Linked DNA regions of Zea mays: all the other regions are linked to region 1. The links are chromatin contacts, called in public Hi-C maps. All regions are on one chromosome and are shown on one strand. Each heading gives the region's core, a stretch centred on a gene start, on an enhancer-like site or on the middle of the called end of the contact. The rest is flanking DNA. Distances are from core to core; before and after follow the strand shown.

Region 1 (2,955 bases), core at 176-2,675:
AGGGTACTTTCCACCTATTTACTCATCGTCGGTATATTATCCTGTTCAAACATGGAATGGCACGATGATGAATCCATGGTACATGTATAGTCCCTTCGTCTATCCAGACTGGGGGGCACCTCCATTCTATTCCTTTTGATCCATTGATCAAATGGTCATGGCCGAGAAAGATACAATCCGAAACGACCTTTATATTGGTGCTTTATTGAATAATCTCCATATCGAAAAGTCGGTGACTTACATCAGGTTTAGTTCATATGCTTTTGGTTCGTCAACCTTCACCAAAAGGCAGGGGGCATATGTTGGAACCCAAAATGACCGTGCGGACGGTCCGGCCCGGAGGCCGGACGGTCCGCGGTCCGGACCGTCCGCGGTGGTGGCGCGGACGGTCCGCGCGTGCGCAGAGTCAGTTAGGGTTCCTAGTTTCTCGCGGGATTTGTTACCTAAAACCACGGGATTAACTCGGAAATCAGTTGGAAGCGGATCCAGACCTCCTCCTTTATATAGATGAAGGGCTACGGCCGATTGAACCCCCAACAATCGAACCAATACAACTTCTATCTCGCATTTATTTTCAGCACAATTAGGAGTAGTTCTAGTCTAGTTCTAGTTTAGCCCTAGTTTAGTATTCCAATTCCCAAATTCTCTGCCTCTCCTCGACTCTACGTCGATTAGAGGAGTCTAGGTCGGCCGGCCCGAGCCTAGACAACTCCTAGGATCTCTCCTCCCCGACGGGGTCCCTCCCGGGAGCGAGATCCAGGCGCCGCCGGCGATCTTCCGCCGCCCCTGCGCACGCGCGGACCGTCCGACCCTAGAGCGCGGACCGTCCGGCCGTCAGGCAGGGAACCCGAGCTCCTGCACCAGGTCGCGGACCGTCCGGCCCTGTGCCGCGGACCGTCCGCGTCTGACCAGAGAGCACCGCCACGTCGCGCCAGGTCGCGGACCGTCCGGCCCCAAGCCACGGACCGTCCGCGCCTGACCAGAGAGCACCGCCGCTGGTTCTTTTGAGTGATTGGCGCCTTCGAAAAGGTGTCAACAAGAATATAAGTACGACTAAAAATTTATCCCCATTACTCATTACTTAATATGCGAAATGTCTAATACTACACCGAAAAGAGTACATATATATTGTCTGCGTCACAGTCTTGACAGGGACCATAGCCCCTACCGCTCTCCCCTTGGGTCTGTCCTGTATTGGACCGCCCGCACGTGTGTATATGCACGTGTGTGGTGTGTGCGTGACATCTTTGTACCTGTACCCTATAAAAAAGTACTCCTTGCGAATTGCGCAACGGCCCCTCCGAATCTCGAATCCCGCTAATCCAAATCCATCGAGCGGGAGAACCCCGAATTCCAAAAATCCCCAAAACCCAACCCTAGCTCGCTAGCCTCACTGTTCCCCTTCGACTCTTCCCCTTCGCACCTCTGATTCCTCGCGCCCTCGTCCCCCGCTCAATTTCCAGAAGCTTCTAGAACCGGGTTTCCAGCCCTAATCCCGCAAAAAGATGCTTTCTTGCGCCTAGTAGCCTGGGACGGAGGCATGGACAGCGGCGGCGGGGAGGGAGGCTCGACTGGCGGGAGGTTCCCTATTCTGCAGGCGAATAGGGACCCCGAGTCAAATTGGGAGGTGGACGTTGCCAAAAGCCTCGAGCAGTACCTGCTCAAGATCTGTTCAGGGGAGGTCTCCGGCGAGGACGAGTCCCATTCTGTCAACTTTGCCGAAGGTACGGTGGTGCGGAGGCCCGCGGTTTCTTGCGGTCAATGTGCGGTACTTCTTTTCAGCGGCTATTCTATCTCAGGGGTCTGGAGAGCTAGGAATTGGGAGTGGGAGGTTAGAAATTTTGACACTTTATGTGGATTGACTACGGATGGAGGCGGGAACATGGGGACTTGCTTGATCTTGCGCGGTTTTACTACCTTTGCTTGAATAAATGTTGAAGGAATGACTCCTTTTTAGTTGTTTAGCTCACCCAAGGTTTATCCTTTCTAAGGATAATTTGAGAAGAGTACCGTATCAGAACAAAGTTATTTTCTTTTTCAAGCTAGCAGTTGTCCTGTTAATTTGTGTTTTCTTGTCTGCAGCGGCGTTACTACTCCAAGGATCGGTTCAAGTATACAGTAGGAAGGTGGAGTACTTGTACTCCTTGGTGCTTCACGCGATAGAGTTCCTCTCACACAAGAAGTAAGAAAAGATTGATGCTGTTTTTAATTTATCCGTTATGCACTAATTGCTACCCTGAACACTGTATGTATTATTACCTGTCAAATGTGGGCCTGAAACTGGCAGTGATAAATGCATTCTACATTTTTGCGCATGTTATATGAGTAGGCTTTAAAAATATCACGTGGCAGATACACATTTGCTGCTTGCTTCAGAAACCATAGACTTTCGAAATAAGGTTTTTGTATCCCCCCTTATAGGAACCTGAATGAAGTATGCCTGTTTCAGATGATCTCTTGATCTCCGCATTGGTACCTTTCATTCTTAATCTTGGGACTCCACCATACTGGGCATTTTATTGTCTCTATATGTGTCTCCCAAGCATTAAGATCAAGTAGATGGCCCAAATCCATGTTCACTTGGTTTGATTTACTCTGTGCTCAGGGGGATCAATGCCAACATATTGCTGAAAGAAGGCCTTTCTGTTCAATGTAATCATGGATTTCATGGTACTAAGGCATCACCTAGGAGCAGGGGTGGAGCATTTCATGGTACTAAGGCATCACCTAGGAGCAGGGGTGGAGCATTTCATGGTACTAAGGCATCACCTAGGAGCAGGGGTGGAGCATTTCATGGTTCTAAGGCATTACCTAGGAGCATGGGTGGAGCTACAGTTTGCCACCAGGATCAGCTGATCCTACAAATTTTGGAAATTCCAATAGAATAATATTTGTCATCGGGCCAGCCGACCCTGACGAGTTTTGGAAATTCCAACGAAATATTACTGTATGCAG
Region 2 (2,955 bases), core at 261-2,760, 190 kb before region 1:
CAAGCACACTATCTTAGACCTACGGGGCTTAATTAAAATAACAAAACGCTTGATTATTTGGACGTCTTTTACAAATGCGGTGCCATTTGAACTGAGAAGCCCGACGGCGGGACCTCAAAGAAACGCTCAGTTTGGAAGGAATTAAAAGACGCCGGCCGGTGTTTCAACTAGTGGGGGTGGACCCAGGATTAATTTACTACATCGCAGCTTATGCCGTGTCAAAAAAGTTATGTATAATTTTGTTCTAATATCCGTGTATTGCGACGGTACCCAACTATATTTAAAGATATTGATTCAGTGACTAAGGGATACTTAATAGTCTTAATAGACCCTCCACATAAAAATATTCACAATAAATGAATTTAATGTCACAATGAACATATTGTTCCAGACATTGAACTGGTAAAACAGATATTACACTTGATTTTAGTCAAAAGACTAAAAATGAGTTTAAAAGGAACCTCTATGCTCGAATTAAATTATAGACAATGTCTTGGCTTCGGACTTAAGAGCGAGAAGATAATGTAGATCTGATCTCCTAACCAAAATCATCATTGGGATTTCATCGGTAACACATGCACTCCCCTTTTTGAAATGGATTGTAGGACATTCTGGTCGTGTGTGGTTCTAACAGATTTTGTGTATATGAGATAATGTATAGGTGGCACTTTATTTTAACGCTAAATCTTATATTTCATACTAATACAACAAGGTATATACAGGATAAAACATAGCCAGACTAGCAAAGTCATACCAGATCCGGTAGATCCCAAAAAGAGAAGCTGCTATAGACAGTCATATGATAAATGAAGGTATAACACCATGTGCAATCCTTTGTGATACATAACATATATTCTTATACACAATCAACATGATATCTTCCATCTCTCCCTTGTACTCACTCTTGTAGTCATTACACATCAACAAACTATTTGCAAAAACAACTTTCAGTACAACTAATAGTTTCCTCTCTTTTGTTCACATGTATTTATTTTTTGCGCGCCTATCAAAAGCACCATCAGTTTTGAACCATGAATGTTTCCATGTAAATATAAACTAACGGTTGCCCTCTCTGTGAATCTGTATATATTGACACAACGCTTGTAGACACATTTTTGCTAGCTCTTGATACACGCTGGTTGAATGCTACTTAATATATATTGTAGTCTCAATTCACTCTACAACAGATATGAACTATCGAAAACAACGTAATATACTTACATTTTGTTTTATACCTATGTGTTTATGGACTCATAATATGTTTAGATTTGGTTCCATACTTACATACTTATGTGACCAACACAAAAAGGGAGAAAAAGACTACTCTCCCTGTATAAGGTTATACACGCTTCCACCAAAAAATCTTACGTCACATCTGGTCAAGCGCGCTGCGCGCATGAGAGGGCTACCACGAACCGAATGGCGGAGGGCTGCAGGAGCCAAGATTTTGACGCGGCGGCCCGGCCCATATGAGCCCCGGCCCGCCCACGCGCTCCGGGCTCCGCGGCCTCCGCCTCGTTTTTACCGCATAAAGATTCGAAAGCCCTCCTCTCTCGCTTTCGTCTCCACGCCTAGGGTTTCTCTGCCTCGCCGGGGAAGCGATGCAGCCGCTGCACCAACCGCCGATGAACGGGCAACACGGCCCGCCTCCTCCGCAGGGATCCGGGGTTCCCACGGCTTCGCAGCAGCAGGCGCCACCGCCGTCGTACTACCAGCAGCAGCAGCAGCAGCAGCAGGGGCCACCGCCTCAGTACTACCAGCAGGGTCCCCCACAGCCGTGGGCGCAGCAGCAACAGTACGCTCCACCGCCGCCGCAGTACCCGCCTCAGATGCAGCAGTACGCTCCACCACCGCAGCAGTACGCCCCTCCGCCGCAGCAGCAGTACGCCGCTCCGCCGCAGCAGCAGTACGCCGCTCCGCCGCCGCAGTACGCGCCTCCGCCGCCGCAGTACGCGCCTCCGCCGCAGCAGTACGCGCAGCCGCCGCAGTACGCGCAGCCACCGCAGTATGGGACAACGCCGGGAAGCGGTGAGGTCAGGACCCTGTGGATTGGAGATCTTCAGTACTGGATGGACGAGAACTATCTCCACTACAACGCCTTCGCGCCTGTGGCCCAGCAGGTGATTCTTCTCTCTATCTCCCCTACCTAAAAGCCGTGACATTGGGAATTTTAGAGTGACCCTTGTACGATTGGTTTGGCTAATTTGGTTTTGATATTCTCGCGGCTGTAGGTGCTATACTGTTTATTTATTATGTTTTCTGTTAGGGTACCCTTTCTGTTATAGCATTGTATATTAGATCATCTAGTCTAGTTTATTCTCATAGGAGCTAAGGGGCGCCATGTCTTGCATGGTTATATGCTATTTCAACCAACGTGTTAGGTTTTAGGCCCAGAAACATGCATACGACTATGATTGTAAGCTGTAGGCACAGATGCCAGTTTTTTTTCTGTTGTTAACTTTTAATGCTTATCTCTGCCATGCATAATGAGCAAGCATCTCTTCATGAACTGATAATAAGTCATTCTTTAGGTGAGCACATTGACTTATTTTCAATGAACTTATACCAAGGTTTCGTAAGGCAGGTGCTATAGTTTCCATGTTATTCTTGTTGCTAGTTCATATATACTATTTGATTTTGCAAATTTGGAAGTTGAATGTACGATTACATAATATATAAGTCCGTTTTGATGTATTTTAGTTGATCTACTTTGCTTGTTCTCTAATGGAATCCTAATTCTTTTGTTAAATTATTTATTGTTGGACTAATACTCTCAAGTAACTGTAGATTGCCTCTGTGAAAATTATACGGAACAAGCAGACTGGGCACTCAGAAGGTTATGGTTTTATTGAGTTTTACTCTCAAGCCGCTGCAGAACATACTCTGATGAACTTCAATGGGCAGATGATGCCGAATATTGAGATGGCTTTTAAGCTGAATTGGGCTTCTGCTAGC
Region 3 (2,955 bases), core at 284-2,783, 150 kb before region 1:
ACAAATTTGACCTGCAGAAGTTGAATATTGGAAGACATGAGAAAAATTCACATATGTAAGTGTGCAAGACAAATGTACTTTTCAGAAAAATAATAACTGACTACCTGCTTGACACTAGATAAGAAGACTATCGTCTTTGAATTTAGATGCCTTTTAATGAAGCTCCAGAGCATATTTAACTTCTGCTCAAGAGGTACAATCATGGCATACTGCTCAAGGGTATCCGGTGTGGCTGTTCTGGCCTCCTCGTGCACACTTATATATTCAGGATCCCTTAAGCTAACCCTTGCAAGGTCCTTAACTGACTTCGTTTGTGTAGCAGAAAACAGTAAAGTTTGTCTAACTTTGGGAATCTGAGAAATGATAGCATCAACCTGGTTTCTGAATCCGTGATCAAGAATTTGATCTGCCTCGTCAAGCACCAACAGCTGTTTTCCCATAAGGAGAGAAAAATGAAACAGTGGTACTTTATAAGATTGTTAAAATAAAATAAAAACAGAATTCACTACAATCATAGAACAAGATAAGCTTGAATACTTGGAGCTGTGAACAATCAAAATTGGCAGTTTCGTTGAAGTGCTGGACTAACCGCCCTGGCGTGCACACTAAGATATTCAAGCTGTTCACACGTTCCTTCTCTATCTCGATACCCTTGCGCTTACCAACAATGACGCCACCACTAAAGTTATGGAACTGCCCCACTTTCTTGATCACCTCAAAAATCTGCCCAGCCAAATCATTTGTCGGGGAGAGAATAATGCAGCCCACACCATCCTCTGGACCCCATCTCTCTCTATACAGCTTCTCAATAAGCTGCAAAGATGAAATGTAAGGTGGTAAGCTCATAAGGAATCTTAGCTGTCATGATCAACCATACTTCTTGTAGGGTAACAATTGACATGGAATTATGATTGAGCTAGACACAAGGTATAACAAACACTTATGTACAGGGCACCATTCGCACAATTCCTGGCAAAAACCAATACAGGGCACCATTCGCACAGTTCCTGGCACTAAATATTGAAACTCTGATCGCAATTGAATTCACACTCCCACAGTGCTAGCCCGCAAACTCAATACCCAAACCTAACAGTAAATTAGCAGCAGCGAGAGATTTACCGGGATGACAAAGGCAAGGGTCTTGCCGGAGCCGGTCTTGGCCGCGCCGAGGATGTCGCGGCCACACAGCGCGTGGGGCAGAGCGGCGCGCTGGATCTCACTCATCTCAGTGAACCCCGCCTTCCGCAGCCCGTCCTTGGTCTTCTGCGACAGCGGCAGCTCGTCGAACAGTGTGCACGCGCCGTACTCCGGGTGCTCCCCGGCGGTCGGAACCGGTCCAGCTGATTTCGACGGGGGCAGAAGTTTGGTGCGCGGGAGGGGCTTGCCGGCGTCGATCCATTCGTTGAGGAGGCGTATCTCGTCGACCTCCCGCAGGCGAGTCTGCTTCGCCGCGACGCGGCGCTGCGGGCGGCGCATGTCGGCTAGGGTTTAGGATACCGGGAAGTAGGGCACTAGGGCCGGAGTCGGAGCCAGGTGTTTTAGCTCGGACAGGATTTCGGGTAGCATGAGCTATATAAAAGTCACACTATCCCAAATAAGATGCTAAATAACTTTGAGAATAAAAAAAAATAGCAAGTTCTTCCATACCTCTCTAAGGTATTGTTCGATTGTTCGGTTACGTGAATTAAATCTCATTCTATTCAATTTTAATTAGATAGATTTAATTTCTTCAATCCAGGCGTAATTATACAAACCTTAAAGGTGTGTTTGGTTTGGTTTTTGCTGTCTCAAAACCAAAAAACCAAATTAAATAGTTGGATTTAGAAAGCAACTTTTTCTAAAAGCCGATTTTCTTGCAGTGTAAAATTGAAATCACCTCTAGACTTGATATATGAAGAACTTTTAGTGGTTTCCACCAATTGATTTTTAGCTTTTTAACATCACATAACACACAACAATTTTTTTCACACCTGACAACCCACAACAACTTTTTCACACCCACAACCTGTGGGGGATCGATATATCTCAGATACCCACAAACACAGAAAACACAACATGGGTCGTCTAATCGGCCTCCCGATAGCTTGGCTAGCAAGACGGGCCATCGGGCCACTATTAGGCCAGACGAGCTCAATCCAGGAAGACAAATAGAACCTAATTATAGGTTGTATTAACTGTCGATTCATTCGCCCGCCCAATATAGGTTATAGAACTACTAGCTTTAACTTGGCATTTGTCTACAATGTTGTCCACTAACCTTTTAACTGTCAATTCAATCGTCGACCCAATGTATTGTCCAAGTCGGGTTTGACCTGCGTGCTAGCGCGCGCTAGGTCATGCGCCCTTCCCGTCACCAAGATCCCTCTCATCCGCGCCTCAAATTTGCGCTAGTCCACATCGCCTCTCTATGTTGTGAAGTTGCTCGTTGCATACATGCCACCAACCTCATTTTTCACGTATGCGCCATGTTCCTCGCCCATGTCATCGCCTAGCATTTATCACGAGAGGCCTAATCTAAGACTAGTATAGTATGTGTGCTCTGAGCACGTGAGGATGTTAGTGATGACGACGACTAATGGGGACGAGTCTCTAGACATGGGCACTCACATGTAGAGCTAAAAATTAGTCGTAGAAACCAAATCACACGTTGTAATTTTTTTTGTTTACGTGGACAACCTAGAAGGTCATCCTTGTGTCTGGTTCTCTTATATAAGGATGAGCATTCGCCCAGCATTCGCCACGAGAGGCCCAAACTAGGATGAGCGACATCAATGGTTGTCGGCCTAAGAAGACCCATATCACGACGACCACGATATACCTTTACGTCGTTGTCAAATGGGCAAACCTAGCTCAGGGCAGTGGTGTCACCACTACATCTCACTTGATCCACCTTAGCAATAACTACACGGTGGACACTATATATTAAAAGCCTCACCCTAACTTGTGAGCTAGCTT

The links. Hi-C and Micro-C count contacts between places; a contact is called where the count stands out from the background.
Region 2: a contact with region 1 is called in a Hi-C map of tassel, with 4 times the contacts expected there. The contact joins the promoter of LOC100191611 here to the promoter of LOC100501328 in region 1. A contact is called at or near these places in 4 of 25 Hi-C or Micro-C datasets (ear, endosperm, leaf and 1 more).
Region 3: a contact with region 1 is called in a Hi-C map of ear, with 3 times the contacts expected there. The contact joins the promoter of LOC100501177 here to the promoter of LOC100501328 in region 1. A contact is called at or near these places in 8 of 25 Hi-C or Micro-C datasets (ear, endosperm, leaf and 2 more) and 1 of 3 datasets of contacts at active chromatin or transcription factors (leaf).

What each region holds. Positions count from the first base shown.
Region 1 is chr2:210,076,078-210,079,032 of Zm-B73-REFERENCE-NAM-5.0, forward strand. LOC100501328 reads left to right here and starts at 1,426. Exons shown (of 11, transcript NM_001362596.1): 1 at 1,426-1,724; 2 at 2,083-2,182. The coding sequence starts at 1,541.
Region 2 is chr2:209,885,863-209,888,817 of Zm-B73-REFERENCE-NAM-5.0, forward strand. LOC100191611 reads left to right here and starts at 1,511. Exons shown (of 7, transcript NM_001357843.2): 1 at 1,511-2,120; 2 at 2,788-2,955. The coding sequence starts at 1,602. It also overlaps the pseudogene LOC111590978.
Region 3 is chr2:209,921,715-209,924,669 of Zm-B73-REFERENCE-NAM-5.0, forward strand. It overlaps LOC100501177, which reads right to left and starts at 1,534. Exons shown (of 8, transcript NM_001362588.1): 1 at 1,120-1,534; 2 at 538-813; 3 at 105-428; 4 at 1-11. The coding sequence starts at 1,476.